Regions from separate parts of the Sus scrofa genome. Here region 1 is linked to region 2. Evidence: chromatin contacts called from public Hi-C data. All regions are on one chromosome and are shown on one strand. The core of a region is the stretch at or near the end of the contact, and the rest is flanking DNA. Distances in the headings are between cores, read along the strand shown.

Region 1 (4,999 bases), core at 1,038-3,537, 360 kb after region 2:
TTGGGTTCAATCCCTGGCCTCGATCAGTGGGCTGGGTTCTGGCGTTGCCATGAGCTGTGATAAAGGTCCCACACGCTGCAGTGTAGGTCGAAGATGCGGGTCTGATCTGGCCTTGCTGTGGCTGTGGTGTAGGCCAGCAGTTGTAGCTCCAGTTTGACCCCTAGCCTGGGAACTTCCATATGCCATGGGTACAGCCCTAAAAAGACCAAAAAATAACAATAATCATAATAATAAAAGGGAAATCAACTATACTTCAATTTTTTAAAAAGAAACATAAGACATAGAAGAAAAAAAATTAAGAGGGAAGAAAGCATGCAAGATCACATTCATTATTTCTGTGCTAGAATGTGTGTATGTGTGTGCATATAAAACCAAAACCTAAATCTAAATAGTACCTTTATCCAGATGATGGGTCAAAAGTAATTTTATTTCCTCCTTTATACTTGTCTAGATATTCTGAACTTTTGTAATGAGACATAGCTGCTGTAACTGTCAGAAAATTTAAATTAAAAATATTTTCACGGAGTTCCCATGGTGGCGCAGTGGTTAACGAACCCGACTAGGAACCATGAGGTTGTGGGTTCAATCTCTGGCCTTGCTCAGTGGGTTAAGGATTCGGTGTTGCCGTGAGCTGTGGTGTAGGTTGCAGACCTGGCTCGGAACCCGCATTGCTGTGGCTCTGGCGTAGGCTGGTGCTACAGCTCCGATTAGACCCCTAGCCTGGGAATCTCCATATGCCGCGGGAGCAGCCCTAGAAAAGGTAAAAAGACAAAAAAAAAAAAAAAAAAGTATTTTCAGGAGTTCCCTTGTGTCTCAGCAAGTTCAGGATTCAGCATTGTCACTTCTGTGGCTTGGGTAACTGCTGTGGCATGGGGTCAGTCCTGATCCAGGGAACTTCTGTATGCTGTGAACATGGCTGAAAAGAGAGAGAGAGAGATAGATAGATAGATATTTGGGTACTGAAAAAAAAATACCAAAATTTTCAGAAAAAGATTTAGTTTCTCATCACAGTTAAATAATGAATTGGAATGTATAAGTGGGAAATACTTACAAGAATAATTACCCCAAGGGTTGGGAATAGAGGAAGGATGTTCAGACTAGAAAGGGATATGCCTAAGAGAGGGTTTTTCATAGGACATTTGTGCTGAATGAACTTGGCACACATAAAACTTTCTGGCAGGATGTCACTTACTTTTGAGTTTGAGTACTGAGTACTGTCAGATGTTCAGAGGCTGTCTTTTTTTTTTTTTTTTTTTTTGGCTTTTTAGGGACATACCCACAGCACATGGAGGTTCCCAGGCTAGGGGTCAAATTGGAGTTGCAGATGCTGGCCTGTACCACAGCCACAGCAATGCCAGATCCGAGCCACATCTGCGACCCACACCACAGCTCACGGCAACACAGGATCCTTAACCCACTGAGCGAGGCCAGGGATCAAACCCGTGTCCTCACATTTACTAGTCAGGTTCTTAACCCACTGAGTCACAACGGGAACTCCAGAGGCTGTTTCCTGACAGTAGTCATTTCAATTCATTACAAACTAAGCTAGTGTGGATTGAGACTCTGGTGCCTTCAGAAAAGAAAACAGAAGATCTGAGACCCCAACAGGTATGATTTCTGGAGTGGACGATTTTAAACGTTCAGTAGAAAAGCAGTAGAAGCATTCATGTTGTGGCTCAGTGGGTTAAGAACCCGACATCGTGTCTGTGAGGATGTGGTTTCAATCCCTGGCCTCACTCAGTGGGTTAAGGATCCAGCATTGCCATGACCTTCAGCATAGGTCACAGAGGCGGGTTAGATCTGGTGATGCTGCGGCTGCGGCATACACTGGCAGCTGCAGCTCTGATTCGACTCCTAGCCTGGGAACTTCCATATGCTGTACAAAGGAAAAAAATAAAAGTTAAAAAAATAAAAAAGAAAGAAAAGCAGCAGAGAGAGTCTTCTTTTTGATAGGAACTCTACTGTAGTACTTTGTGACAGCTTTTTCTGGGCAGGGCCTACCAGCAGCACCAGATAAGCCCACCAGAGATCCACCTTGAACTAGCATCTTCCTAGTGACCTGCATAACCCAATCCTATCACCCCCAGTGGAAGCTGCAGCTGAAGATAAGGCCACTTGGCCCCAGACACTGCACAGTGTGTGCTTTTCCTGCTTAGAAAGCCTGAACTGGTGAGGCTGACCCTTTACAAGCTAAGAAAGGCCAAGCTCGTGAGCCTGAACCTTAACAAGCTCTTGGAATTCATACAGACTAGAGCAGGATTTTTTTTTTCTACTGGAAACTAACGCATTCACTTTTAAAAATACCTTATTTGGTGCACAAGTCTGGCTATTTCACAGAGATTTCAGCTTTCCAAGTGAGCTGGAGCTCATCTCTTCCCTTGGAAGAGCTCCTATTTGATGGTGGTCAGCAGAAGTCTCAACATAGATGTGGGCAAGGAAGGTTCTCACTGAGACTCACCCAAAGAAAACCTCCAAGGAAGAGAGAGTTCATTTCAGGATGAAGTTGCAAGTACGAAGAAGTATTTTCAACCCAAGCAAAAGCCGTCCATTGACCCACAGAGGCAGGAGGACTCCTCTTCCAACTGCTGCAGCCCCTGAAGTGAGAATCTGGCTCCTGAAGGGACCACTGCCTCTCCTGCTGCTGTGCTCGAGTCTGCAGAGCCCCACGGTGAGTTCCCAGGTAGGAGGCGATCTCTTCATGATCGGAGCTTCCATACGGGGGTGCTCCTGGTGACAACTTTTAGTCCCTTGGAATGTGATTCCATTTAGACATTTTAACAAGGAATGCTAGCAAAGGGGTTGAAAACAAGGTTTAAAAATTGTGGAGTTCAGAGTTCCTGTCGTGGCATAGTGGTTAACGAATCCTACTAGGAACCATGAGGTTGCAGGTTCGATCCCTGGCCTTGCTCAGTGGATTAAGGATCCGGCGTTGCTGTGAGCTGTGGTGAAGTTTGCAGACTGCAGCTCGGATCCCGTGTTGCTGTGGCTCTGGCATGGGTCAGTGGCTACAGCTCCGATTCGACCCCTAGCCTGGGAACCTCCATATGCCGCGAGAGTGGCCCAAGAAATGACAAAAAGACAAAAAAAAAAAAAAATGTGGAGTTCTACAGTTCATATTGTGGCTCAGTGAGTTAAGTACCTGACATAGTGTTCCTGAGGATGCCGGTTTGATCCCTGGCCTCGCTCATGGCCATAAGCTGTGGTGTAGGTTGCAGGTGCAGCTCAGATTCCATATGGCTGTAGTTGTGTCGTAGTAGCTATAGCTCTGATTCAACCCCTAGCCCAGAAATTTCCATATGCTGTAAGTGTGGCAAGAAAGAAATAAAAGAAAAATTTCAGAGTTCTTTGCAGTTCACAAATGTGGCATCATGAAAGCTAGAGGCATAGCATTATTTTCTTGATGATCCATAAAACACTAAGTAAAACACTGTGTCTGTAGGACAAATAACATGAAATAAACCAAGTCTATTTCGCTTTCGCCTGTTCACATGGCTCAACTCAGAAGAAGCATTATAAAGTTCTATATAAGGAAAAATAACTCATATTAAGAGATAATGGAAGACACACTTGAGATCTAGTACTATACTAAAGTTTGAGAGTTCACAAGATTTAACAGAAAATGATATTTTTTATTTTGTTTTGGCTTAAACAGATTCTATAGAACTATTTGTAAACCTGCTTTAGTTATTAAGTCATTTAAGCAGTCTTAAATGTTTCTTTTAATTGATGTATAGTTGATTTACAATGTTGTGTCAATTTCTGCTATAGAGAAAAGTGTTTCATATATATATTACATATATACATACACAAACACACACATGTATATATATACTTTTTAGATTCATTTCCATTGTGGTTTATCTCAGGATACTGAATATAGTTCCGTGAATATAGCTTATACTAAAGCAGGAAGCATTCGTAAAATTTTATTCATTTTCACACAACCGGATGACTTCTCAACATAAATAACATAAATGGTATGTTTTTGAGTTCCAGCTGCAACATTGTTGACATTCACTGAGTGGAATCTTATCTCTTACTATGTTCCTTCACAACTACTCTTTATTAGAAAAGCATCATTTCTTTGCCAAGAAAGAAACATCTTGGAATTTAGATAATTGAAAATATGGCTCGGAATTATGAAATGATACTTAGTGAATTTGTATTCAAATCTCTAACGTCAATTTAATATGTGCTAGATATCAATAAGTAATATTCAGTTGGGTACCCATGAAAAAATGTCTTTTTCCCACTCCTGTTTTCTAAGAGGAAGGATTTTCCCAGGAACATGCTTGATCACTGTTTAACCCTTTCCTCACATGGCTCCCTTGGAGCTGGGTGAATTTACCTAATTGGTAACGTCAGAGAGAATAACTGGATGTGCTGAGTTTGACTCTGCTCTTCTTCCTCTTGGGAGTTAGAGTGATGGCAAAAGGCATGAGTTCTCTGTTCCTCTGTGATAAGAATCTTACCTGGATAGGCTGCAATCCAATACTGCCTACAGTAGGTGGGCAAGTCAGCCTCCTTCTGGGTTTACCCTTAACAAGCCCACCAGCCATCAGACCTCAAAATGTGTGCCCCAACAGGGCCTCATTCAGCAGTAAAAATAATATTTTAGCCCTTGCATTTGTTCTTTTTTTCTTCTCCCCTCATTTTTTTTAGGTCCCAGGCAGAGGAGAGGTCTGTCATTTACGGGGGATCCCCTTGGAGAACCCAGCATTACTCATCACTCAAGTCTTTTCTTAAATAAAATCCAGAGACTTAATACAGGCTTTAGGTGTTCCTGAAAGAGCTACTCCTTAAAACCCACTTGTCAAAGAATGTGAATGGGATCAGGAAAGAAAACAGAAAGTATAGTTAAATTTTAAGGTTATTAACTTTTTTCTTCAGAAAACTCAATATGCAAAAAAGACTGTTTTCAGTGATACAAAAAGAGTCACTTCCTCCCTGGGGAGATGAAGTTTTTTGGCGCTTTCAGTAACATTTGTCAAACCCAATT
Region 2 (4,580 bases), core at 62-2,561:
AGATGTCATTAATATGCAATTAATAATTTTTACTTAAGGTAGCTTTATTATGTAATAAGTAATTTTAACATATCTAATTATTATGCGACTAATAATTTTAACCTTTAAGGTAAAATATCTCATGAGGTGAGTAAATATATTAAGATCCTGTTCAGGGAGCTAATTCCTAGCTTTGTGCAGACACAGCTCCTCCATTCAGCATGGCTCACAACTGGTGGCTTTCCAGGTCAGCTGGTCCTGGAAACTGCCTGCCCTGTTACACCGCTTCCATCAGGGACACAGACTGTTCACCTACCACTGTTCACTTAGTCTATTCGACATGGCAGTGGTTTTCTGGAGGCCATCGGGTGTCTTGTTAAGAACACCAGGCTTCACAGGAAAACAAATAATATGGGTGTTTCGTGCTTCTCATCAAAAGTTTCATAGTTTTGGGAAATCTTTTAATCTCCCTGAAACTCACCTCCTTGGCTCTGAAATGCAATTTTTTTTTTTTTTTTAAATGGCTGCACCTGCTGCATATGGACTTCTGGGCTAGGAGTTGAATCCAAGCTGCAGCTGGGGCCTACCACAACCATGGCAACATCAGATCCTTAAACCCACTGAGCAAGGCCCAGGATGGAACCTGCAACCTCAGAGAGACAATGTGGGCTCTCTGCTGAGCCACAATAGGAAATCACGGAAGGCTAATAATTTTAATGAGTGCCTACCTCAATGAAGGGAGTAAATATCAGATGAGATGAGAGATGTGAAAGGGAGTCTAGCGCAGCACAAATATTAATCATTTTCGTTAGGTTTGAGGATGATTGAGTGTGATTTCAATTCGAACGTTATAAATGCTGATCTTGTAAGGGGAAATGTGAATCTTTTGGAACTTTCTCCAGTATAGAGATATGAAGTTCAATTTAATGCAGTACATATGTCTCTCCTAGCATCTCAGCTTCCAATCGGCCTGGATTTTTATTCCAACCATTTACTAGCCTTGGACAAGTGATTTATCCTCTGTTTCCTCGTGGGAATCATGGGGAAAGTTAAACGTACCTCTAAGGGATGTTGTGAGGACCTTCTGAAGTAAGGAATCGAAAAGGTCACATACTGATCCTTTTACAGGCAAATGTTTTAACCCAAGGAGTGAGATCCTTCAACGAGAACCTAGAGGCCGGGAATCTAGCAGGAGAAAAGGGAAGCCTGTCCGAGTGCAGCTCGAAAACTGATTTTTGAATGATCCAGCCTGGAGGCGGCTTCGCTGGAGGAGCCGAGCGCTAGCCCCAGTAGGGGGCGCGCGAGCGCCACACTGCAGCATCCCGGCGGCCTCGTCCGCCGGAGCCCGCGTCCTGCCGCAGTCCATCCGCCGCTAGTCGGAGAGAGTGGTTGCGGGGAGACCCGGGCCACTCCGCCAGCTATTACTGCTACTGCCGCTGCCCCCCGCAGTCGCAGCCCAGCAGCCGGGAAACGCCACCCACAGATTGGGCCGCGCAGCGTGGGAGGGGTAGCGGTCCCGGGGGACTGATTCTGAACTTGCAGGGGGACCGCGGCTCTCTGGGCCTGGAGAGTGTGAACAGGTGAGTGTCACGCACGTGCCCAGGTGGCTTTTTCGGGATGACTTCCTGAAGACCCTTCCGAGCCCCTGAACGCTCGGCCTCCGGGGCGGCCCTCCTGGCCACGGGGTCCTCTCAGCCAGGGCTTTGGGGGTCGCCGAGAGGGAGATGTAAGCGCTGGTGCCCCGAGCTTGACAGCGCCCTCGGTCAGAGCTGAGACCTAGAATGCCCTTTTGACTTAGGCAGCGTTTGCTCCCCAGGTTGAAAGCAAGTGACCCGCAGTCCATGATGGGTTTGTTTATCGTTCCAGGATACCTGTTGCTTTCAGAATAACGCCATAGCCAGGAGTCTCTTACAACGGTACTCATCCCTGTGCGTGCTGCGTTGTGATAAAATGCGGGAGAATTCCTCATATTGAGACCAGGAAAACTTGATTTCAGAGCTAGGGAAGTAGCAGCCGGAAGACCAGACTAGATTCCCACGACCAGACTAGATTCTTTGCTTCCCTAAACACCTGCACTTTATTTTGATGAGACCATAAATACAGCAGTTAGAAACACTATTATCTTATAAATCGTATATACCTTATCAAGATGCTTGTTTTTTTGTTTTGTTTTTTTTGCCAAGAGGAAGTAGAAAGCATGGACCTTGATAAGTATAATAGTCTGAAAAATGGTTTATGATGCATAAATTATTTTTTAAATAAGTTTAAAAATCAGCTTATTAGTGAACCAAATGTCATACATCTATGGGATTGTAAGCTCCTTGAAGGTGGCCGCTTTTATGATTAGCATAAAAGTGGCATGAATCAATGCATGCATTAATAGTAACACAGAATTTCGAGTCTGGCTTTTTTTTTTTTTTTTTTTTTCTTATTCTAAGCGTTATTTTGGTATCTTTATGTTTAGGGGAAAAAAATCAATACACCTTTAATCTCTGAAATATCTAAGTGTGATTTTAGCTCTAGGAGTGATAGGAACTAAGAAGTTTTTGTCCTAATAAAGCACTATCCATATAAAAGGTGAATGGCAGCTTCAAGACCCAGCCAGAATATTTCTGCACAACAACATGAAAACGAATGTCTTTTTAGATCCATGTTATGGAAGGTCTTGGATCATGAATTATTTAGAACATCAGAGACTTGGCAACAGGTCACTTATTAAAATAATGTACACATTTATCTTTGTTTTATACATTTATCAAATGTAACTTTGCACATTTTCATGTGAGAAATAAAATGTTGAAGGGTGTATGTCCGTTTTGTGTCTTTAAGGGATGTTTCTAAACATAACATAAGATAGGCAGTAACTAGCTGTATCCTGATTCAGGTACATATGAAAAATTTAATCCACACAATTTTCCTTTCTTATGTCAAATTCCTATGCCTCTGAGGCTATTTGGGAGTTACTGAAAAATTAACTTAGCAATTTTTTTTTTAATCACATTTGATGGCTACTTTCTTGAAGCATAAATCAGATAGTAAATTATCTGGATTTTATGTGCATGGGAATGAACAGTTTTGCATGAAATAAATTGTTGTTTATATAAGCTCCAGACACTTTCATGTTCTATGTTTCAAAGAAATGCTTGCCATTCTTATTTAGAAGGTATTTAGATAATATATCTCGATATATTATGCTTCTGTGATATTTCTGTGATGAGGCTCTGAACCTTAAACATAGAGGCCTTTACTTAATGAATGCATATAAAATGACAAATAAAATTCTTTTATCTTTAGCCAAAAGTATGGGACTAGACAAATTACAGATGTTAAATCCTTCTGGGGTTTATGCTATTAATGATCTCTAAGGAGTTTTTTCATTTGGGATGAAGTAAACCACAGCCAATGTTAGTATTGACCTTTTTGTCCTTCCGAGGAAACTCTGGCACTGTAGAAATCAGCAAATGCAAAATTTGTCAGGTACAGATCAATGGTTTAGATGCATAATGAAGGAAACAATTGCATGAAGGAAACAATTTCTTTGTAGAAACACTTTTTCAAAAGAACCTTTACTTCTTTCTTGCTCCGGAGAAGCTCCTTTTGAAAATTTATAGATGCCAACAAGCTGGCAGAAGCAGTTCATTTGTTTAGATAACAGACTTGAAAGTGAAGTCTTGGGTTTAAGTTGAAAACATTGATTGCAGAAGTTCAGAACTGGAGAGCCTTAGTATGAATTACTGTGGAAATATACCCCCAGTGCCCAGATGACAAAGAGGAAGAATCTCATGAAACTTTTGTTGGGTCATGGTCAGGTCACATCTCAAGGGGCAAATGCAGTAGATGCCAGGCTTCTAGAGTGAGTAAAGTAGCAAGTGCCAGAGGTGGGAGCTGCTAATGGTCAAGGCGAGGGTCAAAAAAATATAAACAAGAACAGACGTCCTATAAAGAACAAGGAAGACACCAGGTCTCATTTTCCTAGAAAGCAGGAGTCTTGAACAGAGCAAAGGTTCCTAATAGCTACTAGGCTACTTGAAGGCTCCGAGTTAAAAGTTACTTTAATGCCCCTTCTCCCCCTATACCTGGAAGTGGTAAATCAGACACAGGATGGTTGTTAGATGGTTGTCTGATAAAAAGGAAAAATTCTAGTGATGGCTAGTGGATTTTTTCTTTTTCTTTTTTTTTTTTTAAACGGCCACACCTGCTACATATGTAAGTTCCCAGGCTAAGGGTCAAATTGGAGCTGCAGCTGCCGGCCTACGCCACAGCCACAGCAATGCCAGATCCAAGCTGCATCTGTGACCTACACTGCACCTTGCAGCAACACCAGATCCTTAACCCACTGAGCGAGGCCAGGGATTGAACCCACATCCTCAGAGAGACAACATCAGCTTCCTAACCCACTGAGCCACAGTGGGAACTCCTGGAGGATTTTTTCTTTGACTACTAAGGCTATTTCCAACCTTTCATTTCCATGATACCAAGAATCTAAGTGTTGTTCCTAAAGCACCCACGTATATACGATGTGCTTATGTTGTATGTAATGTCACTTCCCAAGTGTCAGGACAGTACCATAAACTAATTTACTTGAGATTGTCATAGGAAAG

The links. A called contact is a pair of places that touch in the nucleus more often than the background predicts.
Region 1: a contact with region 2 is called in a Hi-C map of embryonic fibroblasts, with 1.7 times the contacts expected there. The contact joins the promoter of ART4 here to the promoter of RERG in region 2. A contact is called at or near these places in 3 of 47 Hi-C or Micro-C datasets (embryonic fibroblasts, liver and retroperitoneal adipose tissue).

What each region holds. Positions count from the first base shown.
Region 1 is chr5:57,706,565-57,711,563 of Sscrofa11.1, forward strand. ART4 (ADP-ribosyltransferase 4 (Dombrock blood group)) reads left to right here and starts at 2,288. Exons shown (of 3, transcript NM_001272094.1): 1 at 2,288-2,680. The coding sequence starts at 2,498.
Region 2 is chr5:57,348,075-57,352,654 of Sscrofa11.1, forward strand. RERG (ras-related and estrogen-regulated growth inhibitor) reads left to right here and starts at 1,312. Exons shown (of 5, transcript XM_003481681.4): 1 at 1,312-1,559.